Linked DNA regions of Oryctolagus cuniculus: region 1 is linked to region 2. The links are chromatin contacts, called in public Micro-C maps. All regions are on one chromosome and are shown on one strand. The core of a region is the stretch at or near the end of the contact, and the rest is flanking DNA. Distances in the headings are between cores, read along the strand shown.

The links. Hi-C and Micro-C count contacts between places; a contact is called where the count stands out from the background.
Region 1: a Micro-C map of ear pinna shows a contact between it and region 2, with 5 times the contacts expected there. The contact joins two enhancer-like sites. A contact is called at or near these places in 3 of 6 Hi-C or Micro-C datasets (ear pinna, liver and an unstated tissue).

The regions. Positions count from the first base shown.
Region 1 is chr13:49,837,732-49,843,133 of mOryCun1.1, reverse strand. All of the region lies in intron 1 of GALNT2 (polypeptide N-acetylgalactosaminyltransferase 2), which reads right to left. Among named protein-coding and RNA genes, the nearest start is that of GALNT2, 97 kb to the right of the region's middle. Within about 2 kb of position 3,348, at least 2 of the 8 cell types and tissues checked have an H3K27ac peak or open chromatin away from gene starts, as enhancers often do.
Region 2 is chr13:49,763,269-49,769,515 of mOryCun1.1, reverse strand. The region is part of intron 1 of GALNT2 (polypeptide N-acetylgalactosaminyltransferase 2); the gene reads right to left. Among named protein-coding and RNA genes, the nearest start is that of GALNT2, 23 kb to the right of the region's middle. Within about 2 kb of position 4,540, at least 2 of the 8 cell types and tissues checked have an H3K27ac peak or open chromatin away from gene starts, as enhancers often do.

The sequences.
Region 1 (5,402 bases), core at 2,099-4,598, 75 kb before region 2:
CAAAACCTTTCCTGGGCTAAGAACCAAAGAGACACGAAAGGTCTAAGAATCACTACGTGGGTAGAGCAGAGAGCGAGGAAACAAGGAAGGCCGAGCTTCCTGGATTTCCCAAGGCCTAGTCATGCCCCAGCCAGCTTACTCCTAAGCTCAGGGGATGGGGCCCAGGACTGGGGGTTTTCTAGGGGTTTCCGGGCAGAGCCACTGGCTGCATCCTTGCACACACAGGTTCCCATTCATCACTCCAGCCTGGCTCTGAAAACTGTGCAGGTAGCTGAAATGGGAGGAGGGTATATTTCCACTGTGGGTTGGTTCACAGTAGAAGAGTGCTCTGCACATAGGAATACGTCCTTGCTCACAAGTGAAAAAAAAAGCTGCATTAATGATAAAGGTCGCGGCTTCATTTATTTTACTGCATGCTCTCAAAGAAAAGCAGGCTGGTGAGAAACAACAGGAGGCGGCTGGAAATTTGGGAGCTGTCACCCGCACTGACGTCACGAACGACCATGGCACGGCCGCTAGTCCCTCCAGCACGGCGCTTTCCTAACATGCAGCGGGCCTGCAGGACCATCCCGCACGCTCAGCCCGGACGCGCTCAGTCCGCTGCCTTAACCTGGCTGAAGTCTTTCCACTTGGACCCCTATGGACGCGTCCAGAGGAGAGGGCCATCAGTGAACCAGCCTGTAGCACCTGATACAGGACAAGGAGAGGTTTGCAAATACCAGGTCGGCATGGCCAATCAGCGTTGCTCTCTCTCCACCGGCTCGGGCAATTGTGATGGTCTCTTTGAGCCTCAGTTTTCCAATGTGGAACACAGAAATTTAAAAGGCAACCCTATTCTAGTCCCTGAAATACCACAGCTGACAGGCGTTTCTTGAATTGTGAGGCAGGACACAAGTCAGATGCTAAGTCCTGCCCCTGGGAACATTAAACCTGACTTCTTCCAGTTGCCTCCCCTAGAAACCAGCAAGGTCACGCACATGAACCTGTCAGCAACTCAGCAGTGAGATGCAGGGACGTCACAGCAGGAAAAGAACATGAGAGGCAGCCTCAGGGAGTCTGAGCCAAGTGGGAAGCTGAGCTAACAACACTGTTACTGGTTCTTTAGTTAGAACAAATGAATCCTACTAAGGCAAGATTTTAGTAAGAAGAAACTGGGTGTGGCATTTCTGAATTCCTGAATGTTGTATAAATCAAACTGTTCTAGAAAAAAATTAAAATTAAAAAATTAGAAGTAGAAATTGTACTTATGTACATGGAAGTTCATCATATGAATAAAACACACCTGGGCCAATGTCTGCCAACTTTAAGTCTTTCTAGGGTGCCTGTCCACTTCCTTATTTATTTATTTATTTATTTATGTGAAAGAGTTACACAGAGAGAAGAGAGGCAGACAGAGAGAGAGAGAGAGAGAGAGAGAGGTTTTCCATCTGCTGGTTCACTCCTCAATTGGCTGCAACGGCCAGAGCTGCACTGATCCGAAGCCGGGAGCCAGGAGCTTCCTCCAGTCTCACACGCGGGTGCAGGGGCCTAAGGACTCAGGCCATCTTTTACTGCTTTCCCAAGCCACAGCAGAGAGCTGGATCAGAAGTGGAGCAGCCAGGTCTCGAACCAGCACCCATATGGGATGCTGGCGCTTCAGGCCAGAGCATTAACCAGCTGCGCCACAGCGCAGGCCCCAGTCTGGCCACTACTAATGACAATTTTAACCCTCTGTATTCCCTCTCCCTTCAAGGGAGTGAAGGTGTAAGTCTCCTGTTAAAACCGATCTGCTGGAACCCATCTGCTAGGGCCGGCGCTGTGGCACAGCGGTACAGCGGGTTAAAACCCTGGCCTGCAGTGCTGGCATCCCATATGGGCACCAGTTCTAGTCCCAGCTGCTCCACTTCCAATCCAGCTCCCTACTAATGCACCTGGGAAAGCAGCGAAGGATGGCCCAAGTCCGTAGGCCCCTGTACCTACATGGGAGATCCAGAAGAAGATGCTAGCTTTGGACTGGCCCAGCTCCAGCCATTGCAGCCATTTGGTGAGTGAAGCAGCAGATGGAAGATTTCTGTCTGTCTCTCCCTCTCTCTGTCTAACTCTTTCAAATAAATAAATCTTAAAATAATAAACATATAAATAAGAAAATAAGGAGTTGGAATTGTGGCACAGCGAGTTAAAGCCCTGGCCTGCAGTACTGGCATCCCATATGGTCATTGGTTCTAGTCCCGGCTGCTACATTTCCAATTCAGCTCTCTGCTATGGCCTGGGAAAGCAGTAGAAGATGGCCCAAGTCCTTGGGCCCCTGCACCCATGTGGGAGACCCAGAAGAAGCTCTTGGCTCCTGGCTTCAGATCAGCTCAGTTCTGGCTGTTGTGGCCAATTGGGGAGTGAACCATTGGATGGAAGACTGTGGAAGAGAGACAGTGGAAGAGAGTCTCTCTCTCTCTCTCTCTCTCTCTCTCCCTCTACCTCTCTGTAACTCTTTCAAATGAATAAAATAAATTTTAAAAAATTAAAAGAAAATAAAAAATAAAACCAGTCTGCAGTGAGTGATGGGCTCTGCTCCAGGAGACGCAAAGGGCGATCCTAACGAGTGGCCTATTTCATGCCACAGCCATCTTCTCACGAGCAGCCCACTCCTCCTGAGCTCTCCCGCTCACAGCAGAAGCCCCAACGGAGAAGTAGCCCAGAGCAAGGGGAGCACGAGGCGAGCGTTTCTTTCTTCCTGGTTGTAATCAGAGTCTGTGAAGAAAGCCAGCTCTTGGCACCTGTTCCTGAGGGCAAGCGCAGCGGGATGACACGTATGTAACGAGAGCCCAGGAGCTGGCGGGCTCCTGCCAGTCCAGCAGCCCTGGACGGCCTGCTTCTGCACCCTGTCTCCCCCCCCCCCTTCTTCCAGTAAACAGGGGGCTTGAGAAAGCCTTCCACGACTACAGCCCCACTTCTCCTGGGTTCCTCCACTGGCAGTGAAAGCCAATTCTCTTCCTTTGGAGAAATGATGGTTTTCATCAAATTTGACCAGAACATGTCTTTTTATTTTTTAAAAAAAGGGCACTTTAGTAAATATTTCCCCCATGACTTAGATAAAAATCAGCTGCATTTTGAAATAATTCCCAGAAGACAAGTGGCAGAAGGATTACGCAGGCACCGCGATTCCCCGGCTCATCGCCAGGGAAGTCCACATCCAGGCTGCCCCACCCCCACCACTCAAATCACCTCCACGTGTGTCCATTCCCCCCAGCAAAGCTTCGTCCAGAATTTCTGAGGTCTCGTAGAACCACACTGCAGTGCTACCCCCTCACCAGAAGATGGTGCCCTCTCACCCCCAACTCTCCCTGTTAAGTCATCCCCACTGAGAGCCCAGCTTCCACGGTTCAGGTTCCCTTTCTTGGTCCAGCTCTGGAACCAATGAATCAAAACTGGCTCCAGATCTTCTATCTGTTTGGAACAGCATTTCGAAAGATTAAGTCTCAGAATGACATAATGGGAGCCCCAGGGGAGCGAGGGGGTGGGAACTGAATGGAAAATTTGTATTGAAGCATCTTCTCCCGCCAGTCCCTCCACCAAATAGGCCACCACAAATTGATACAGAGGTAGAAATTCCTGGTAGTAGGGCCCAGGTACAGCTGACCCAGGTTTGAATGCCATGGACTGCTGTTTTGAAAGCACTAGGCTGACGCTACTGTTTTCTCTGTAGCTTCTCACGTCTCCCCAGCAGACTGGATACAGCAGCTTCTCCCTGAAGTCGGGGCAAGCGTAGCTCGGACGCAGATTCGCTTCTCTCTGGGAACCATGAGAGTCAGATCTGGATGTGGAGAGGGGGAGGGACGCAGGGGTGTCAGGCGGCGGAGGGGACAGAACAGTGGGCGGGGCTAGCTCCCTGGGATCCCCCAACCCCGCCCTGGGGGCTCCGCAGGGCTGAAGACAAGGAAGCAGGTGGATGTCCTGAGAACTAACAAATCCTGCCGCGGTTGGGCGGTAGAGTGACATCGCCCATGTGGGTGTTTTGGAAAGACAGCTGACATGGCCGGAAGCCCAGAAACGCCACGTGCAAGGCCCAGCCCACGGTGCGTGTGCTCCCTGCAGCCAGCAGCGTCTCGGTGACACTGCGGGCAAGAAGCCTCAGAGAGGCTGCACAGTGAGCAGCAGCACGTGGGAACTGTGCACCTGCTTTTATGAATGTAAAATGTACGTGTTCTCATTGATGACCTCTTCCTGTGGGGGTCAGTAGCTACTAGCTGTGTGGTGTTACCCCAATAACTTCTAAGAGTGTCCTAAATCTTTTTCTCGTGGGCCACAAATTCTAATACGAAGAATCCATGCAACAGAACACCACCCTGCCTTCTTAGCTTATATTATAGCCAAGGAATCACGTGGGAAAGATGATTCCCAAATTCCACTCCAACTTGATCCCGAACCGCCATCTTTCCATGGCTCCAAGCAGAGGGTTCGTGTTATTCCCTAGTGTGAGTGGCGGATGACAGGGTTCTGCAGAAACCGCCAGCCCTAGTGGGCACGCCCCAGTGCTTCCCAGGGCTGATGGTTACTGCAGGGGCCTCCTTCCCTTGAGTCCTGCCCCAGGGCCGGATGGACAGTGCCCAGCAGGGAGAAGCTGTAGGAGCCCCTACCTCTGGCACACTTCTTTACAAGTCCATTCTCAGCCTTCGGCACTGCCACGCTATTTGGTATCATAATATGGGCTGCAGACGCCTCACTGTCGAATTTAAAAGCTAAAGGATGCAGTGTAGGGGCTGGCATCGTGGTGCAATGGGTTAAGCTGCTGCTGTTGGGACTCCAGTATCACCTTTTAGAATGCCTGGGAAGGCATCAGATGATGGCCTGAGTAATTAGGCCCCTGCCACCCAAATGGGAGACTGTGGATAATGTTCCTGGCTCCTGACTTCAGCCTGGTCCGGCCCCAGCTGTTGTGGCCATTTAGGGAATGAGGCAGCAAATGGAAGAGCTCTCTTTCTGTCTGTCCCTTTCTCTCTGTTGTTCTGCCTTTCAAATAAATAAACAAATCTTTAAAGAATATGGTGTAGATTAGTTCAATCTTACGGAAAAAACTCTGGCATACCAGATCAAGAACCGGAATGACACATGAAACCTTTAAGCCAAGAAATCCCACTCCTGAGAATCTATCCCAGTGAACAAACCCAAAATAAGGAAAAAATCGCATACATGAATATTATAGCATTAGTTATCAGAAAAAAGAGCCAAAGTGTTCAATAAAAGGTTAATTTATGTCACAGCCCCTTAAAAGAGTATTAGATAATCATTAAAAAGTATAAAGATCACATAGCCATATGCAAAATGGCCATAATGTGTTAAATGAAAAGCCAGAGAAAAAATTTTATGTACACAATGAAACAACTATATAAAAATGTGTATCCATATGGATTAGCCTGAAATGAAATGCA
Region 2 (6,247 bases), core at 3,291-5,790:
GTGCTGGGGAACCAGGAAGCCAACAGGAAGGACCAAGCCCTTCTTATCTCCCAAGGCGCCGTTGCCTCTACCGCCCCCTACTGGAGGAGCCTGCAAGGGAGAGCAGCTGGCCAAGCAGACGGTGTGGCCTGCAATGCTGGCTCCCACACCACAGATGGGTTTGCAGCTGAGACAATAATTCAATAAACTGCACATTGGGAGTTTTGAAAAATGAGTCCCCATCACTATCCTAGGGAGACAGTATTGATTCTAATACAGAATGATGCCTAGAACGGGGAAGGCCGATGCATCAAGGCTGCACAGACTGATGGAAAGGAAGCAGCCTACAGAAAACAGAGCCACACACCGACCGTGTCCCGGCTGGCTGAGCACACACACCCCAGGAGCAACGGCCTTTTCTGAAAGGCACTCTCATCACCAGTTAATGACCTGTCACTCTTTGCCACCAGCATCCTACAGTTCTGACTCACGTAAACCCCAATCCTTGATTGATAACTTCTGGGTGAACTAATAATATCGAGTTCCCAAGCCTATAAAACTAAGAGTGAGACCTCAGACCCACGTGATTCTCTCCCTCAAAGCTCAGTCTGCAACAGCCCCTGACGGCCTCTCTTATTTTAACGACACGTTTGATTACACAGGCTGTATACGCTGGAACATATATTGGGCCTGCTTTAGAAAAGAATCACGCATGCCTCAAGTATTTCTTCAGATATGTTACACACACACAACTGTGCACAAGCAGAGAACAGAGAGCTGCATCTCCTGCTTAGATAAACCTACATTGCACATTCTTAATTTCGGGCCAGTGTGTCCACCGGAGAGCAAGCAACCAAGCCTAGGAACTTCAGGAAGCAGCCCTGCACCTGCCTTCTCCTCTCTTTCCCTGTTCAAGCACAACTGATCCCCTGGGACTGAACAACTCCAGGAGAGCAGCTCCGCCAGCAGCTCCTCTGCCTTCAGGTCGCCTGGCCTGTGGAGAGGGGGCGGCTGGCACTGCTGCAGGGGACACGTCATGCCTCCCACCAACCCAGGTCACAGGGGAGACAACCCTGTCTACCCCCAGGAAGGTACACGACTCACGTGTAACAGGACAACAGACAGCAGGGTCCTCCAGTCATACAACAGTTGCTGGCACTTCCAATCAGCTTGGACATGATCCAGAAAAGGCTGTCCTTCAACAGTCCCCCCCCCCCCCCCGAGAATTATATTATCCACTCTACCTCAGTAACGGACACTCACCTCCATCCCTCCAAAAGAGGAAAAAAAAATCCAGGGAAGTGCTTATCAAAGCCATGATGAGCTATCACTTCCCAACTATTAGGACTATGAGGATGGCTACTATCAAAACCAGAAAAGTAGTGTTGATAAGATGAAGAGCAACCAGAACCCCTGTGCATGGCTGGTTGGAGTGTAACATGGTATGGCTGCCATGGAAAACTACCACAGGACCCAGAAAGTCCTCTGGGAATCCACCCGAAAGAATTCAAAGCAGGGACTCGAGGTCCTTGTAGACCCAGGCTCACAGCAGCGTTATTCACAACAGCCAAAGGATGGGAGAGCAAGTCAGCCAGCCGCCGGCAGATGAAGGGGGTGAACAAAACGCAGTACACAGCCAGACAATGGAAGATCATCCAGCTTTAAAGAAGGAAATTCTCACACACCCCACGGCACGCATGAACCGTGAGATCATGCAGACTGAGACAACCCAGGGATGGATCTGTACGATGCCACTCACAGGAGGCACCTAGAGCCCTCAAACTCACGGGGCTAGGAGGCAGAGTGGTGGCTGCCAGGGCTGGGTGCATAAGAAGAATGGGAAGCTACTGTCGAGTGGATGCAGGGCTTCACTCTTCCGGGATGAAGAGAGTCCCGGGGTGTGAGGGTGGTGGTGGTCTCCTAACAAGATGAACGGACTGAGGGCCAGTGTACTGAGTGAAATGGTCAGCTTTGTTACATGCATGAGGGGTCTTCAAAAAGTTTGAGGAAAATGCAAATTATGAAACAATTATGCATGAACTTAAAAAAAAAAACTGCACTAAAATCAACTTATCTTGGGGCCAGTGCTGTGGTGCACTAGGTTAATCCTCTGCCTGTGGCACAGGCATCCCATATGGGCACCAGTTCCAGTCCCAGCTACTCCTCCTCCAATCCAGCTCTCTGCTATGGCCTGGGAAAACAGTAGAAGATGGCCCAAGTCCTTGGGGCCCTGCACCCACATCGGAGACCTGGAAGAATCTCCTGGCTCCTCGCTTCGGATCGGCCCAGCTCCAGCTGTTGCAGCCATGTGGAGAGTGAACCAGTAGATGGAAGATCTTTCTCTCTGTCTCTCCCTCTCACTGTCTGCAAACTCTACCTCTCAAATAAATAAATAAATCTTTTTTAAAAAATCAACTTATCTTTTAAGTCTACTTTTCCACAAACTGTGTGAAGTGAGTGATCTTACATTGTACCATAGTCAAAAGAAATTGGAAAAACAAAAAGGAATGAAGTATTGATACACGCTACAGACAGCATGACGAACCTCAAAAAAACTACGGCAAGCAGTAGAGGCCAGACACAAAAGGACACACACTGTAAGACTCCGTTTATGTCAAGTATCTTACATAAATCCTCAGGGACGGGAAGTAGGCTGGAGGCTACCAAGGACATGGGGAGTGACTGCTTAGCAGGCGCTGGGTTTCTGTGTGGAGTGACAGACATACTCCGAGACCAGACACAGTTGTTCTAAACCCCACTCAACTGTACATTTAAAATGGTTGGTTTCATGTTATGTGAAGTCCACCTCAATAAAAATGAATCGATTAAAAAAAAAAAAACACACACACACAAATCTTGTCACACACTATGACACAGGATAAGCCTTGAAGACATTATGCTGAATGAAATAAGCCAGTCCCAACAGGACAAGCACCTGTGACCCCGGTGACGTGATGTGCCTCCGGTGGTCACATTCAGACAGAGGGTACGGTGGCGGTCACCACAGCCAGGGCAGCCACAGTGGACTGGGTACAGAATCGTCACGACACAAGACTGAACAGCTCACAGGACTCTGGAAGTTTCACAACAATCTGAACACATGTAACACTGTACAACTGAAAAAATGGTTAGCACAGCAGATAGAGCTAGACAGTGAGAGAGACAGAGAGAAAGGTCTTCCTTCCGTTAGTTCACCCCCCAAATGGCTGCTACTGCCGGAGCTACGCCAATCCGAAGCCAGGAGCCAGGTGCTTCCCCCTGGTCTCCCATGTGGGTGCAGGGCCCAAGCACTTGGGCCATCCTCCACTGCCTTCCCGGGCCACAGCAGAGAGCTGGAATGGAAGAGGAGCAACCAGGACTAGAACCTGGCACCCACATGGGATGCCAGCACCGCAGGCAGAGGATTAACCAAGTGAGCCACAGCTACGGCCTGAGCACAGCTTCTGTGTTACATGTTTTTACCACACACACACACACACACACACAAATTAAATAAAGCTAATCTGGTCAACAAAACAGAAATAACATGGAGAACCAGAATCTAGGGTTGCTGTACCACTGAACGCCTGAACCCACCCTACACTCACATAGCCCAGAGCTGGTAAGAAACGCTGCCTGATTTGACATCCTAAACTGTCATCTGGTAATTTTAGTACCCGCTGTTCATTGTTTTTACTGTACATGGCAGGCTTCTGGAAGTTTCCAGCACAACTACTCATGGCTAACAACATCGCTCAGTAACCAAATGGGCATTTCATTACACGCCCATCAACACTTAACTCTGGCTACGAAAGCCAGCACCGAAGCCCCCGAGGGAGAGACCAGACTCGAGATCAGTGACACTGGAGGGCTCCGCGATCTTCACCAGTGATGGCAGAAGACGGAAGCACTCACCACTGCCCTCCTCACCACCTGCTCCTGAACCTGACCGTGAGAACCCCTGCCCCCTCTCACAACACAAGCTTGGGGCCCGAGGTCGGATGTGCCGAAGGAGCCTGGTCTGGGACGGGTCCATGGCATCTGCGGCTGCAGAATCTGCCCGGGTCCTGCTGACTGGGAACCACTGGCCCACGGGGTGGGCTGGCGGGAGGTAGCAGAGAGGAGAAAGTTGCAAGGAACGCTGGGACGCGGGGGATGGAAGACGAAGGCAGGAAGGAGTCCGAGGCTACTGCAGTCCTTGAAATTGAATTTTAATGCAGTTAATTCGAGTGCAATCAACAGGCAAATTCCTTCACCCTGCATATATTTCATCTGTGAAACTCGATAATTAGTACTGGTCATCAGATGAGGCAGCTCTTGCATACGGAAACTGAGCGTGCTCCAGCAGGCCAAGCCTTCCCTCCGCGGCGGGGGCAGGGGGGTGCAGATGCTGGCCCAGTGCCTGCTGTCTGAAAGAAAGGAAGGCAGGCGGCAGTTCCCAGGCCGGCCCTTCATCTCCACGGCCACGGGCACCCCCGCTACTGCAGTGCCCAGGGCAGAGGGGCAGGTTAGGTGCCCACCAGGCCAACACCGCAGTGAAGCCTTTGAACAGCTCCCTCTCTTAGAGGAGGTGACTGAGGCAGTGAGAGGTGCCCGTCCAAGGACACACCGGTACGTGGCAAGGCTGAGCCTTGAACCAGGTGACCAAGGCCTCGGAAGCTCGACACCGCCTGTGCCACCTCCGTACAGGACACTCGTAGCGGCCTGCAGAGGTACAGCCACGGGGCAGAGGCGCCACTGGGTGGAAGGTGCTGTGGCCCAGACACATTTTATGAATAACAAGTTATTAACTGCTCTGAGAGGCAGCCCAGGAGAGGCTGCCTGCCAACGCAAGCCTCACCTCTGCCAAAATTACGTCCTGGGCGGAGGTGAAACTGAGGAGGAGGAACAGAGTGAAAAGGTACATAAATCCCCTGGACTCAAAGAAACCTGCTCATTACACTGCTGCTCTCCTTCTCAGCCAGTAAGAAACACTCCCCAACACACACACAATATAAACTAAAGAAGGCGCCCGTCTCCACCGAGCCAGTTAGTACTGGTGCAGGAAGCCCCCACAAGGCCTCCCTCTCACCTGCTCCCCTCTGTCCCCTGTCTCCCTCCACTCACCCTGCCCCCTCCACTCCACCTCCCTGGTCAAATAAGCAGCAGGTGCAGGGCTAGAATTGTGGTTTTGTTGCTTTTGTTTTGTTTTGTTTTTAGATTGATTTGAAAGGCAGAAGGACAGAGAGAGAGAGAGCTTCTATCAACTACTTTACTCCACAAAAAGCTGCAATGACCAGGGCTGATTCTGGCTGACTCCACGCAGGGACACTTGGCCCCTTCCATACCATGGGAGGCGGCAGATAGCCTGGGTGTCTGTATCCTTGTTACCCACGCAGGAGACCTGGATTGAGTTCCTGACTACCATCACAAGCCTTTCAGGAGTAAACCTGTAGACAAGGAAGTTCTCTCTGCTTCTGCAAAGCAAATTAATTGAAACACACACACACACAGAGCCAGTCAGAGGGAGCTCCAAAAGATCCAGACTAGACTGAATAAAAGGCCTTCAGCTGTCTAACCCAACATCTAGCTGTGTAGACCAAGCAGGTGGACTACCCTGGGGATTCTCCAGCCGAGGTGACTGGCTAAAGATTACTTTCTACAATGATGAACTGGTTTAAGAAGGGTTAATAGTGGAAGCCTCTTTTCCAAAGAGAGCTGGAAGGGACTAGACCGCTTAACAATTTATAATTCTGTTTCTCATTATCTCTCTCCTATACTGCATCCCTGCACAGTCTTGCTCCACTCCTCAAACAAGCAAAAGCAGCAGCTCCATCTACTAAGCAGTGAGGAGTTAGCAGCTTAGCTTACAAACACAGCTGGGGCCTGGCGGCTGCAATGGCAATACAACATTTCTGCATGACAAGGCGGATGTGCTTGTCTCCCAATTCCATGTCCACACTGCACCTGGGGACAAAGCCAGATTCTCACCCAGACACGCTGCAGACTCCCCGCCTGGACCAGCAGCAAGGACCACTGCTACATCCGGGGCTGTTACCCATCAGACACTCAGCATGCAGATCCCAGCATAAGAAGGGCAGAATGACGTCGTAACCTATAGGGAGGTCCTCCAGCAGACGGCCCAGAGGGAGGAGCGAGAGCAGAGGCAGAGTCCCTGGACAACAGGCCCTCCAGCACACAGCTCGCTCAGCTGTTCTCACCATGGGCCCACCAGTCGCGCCCAGAACCTTACCCACCAATGCCTGGGTGCTGAGCCTGATCCAGGGAGTACAGTGACAGACCAATGTCC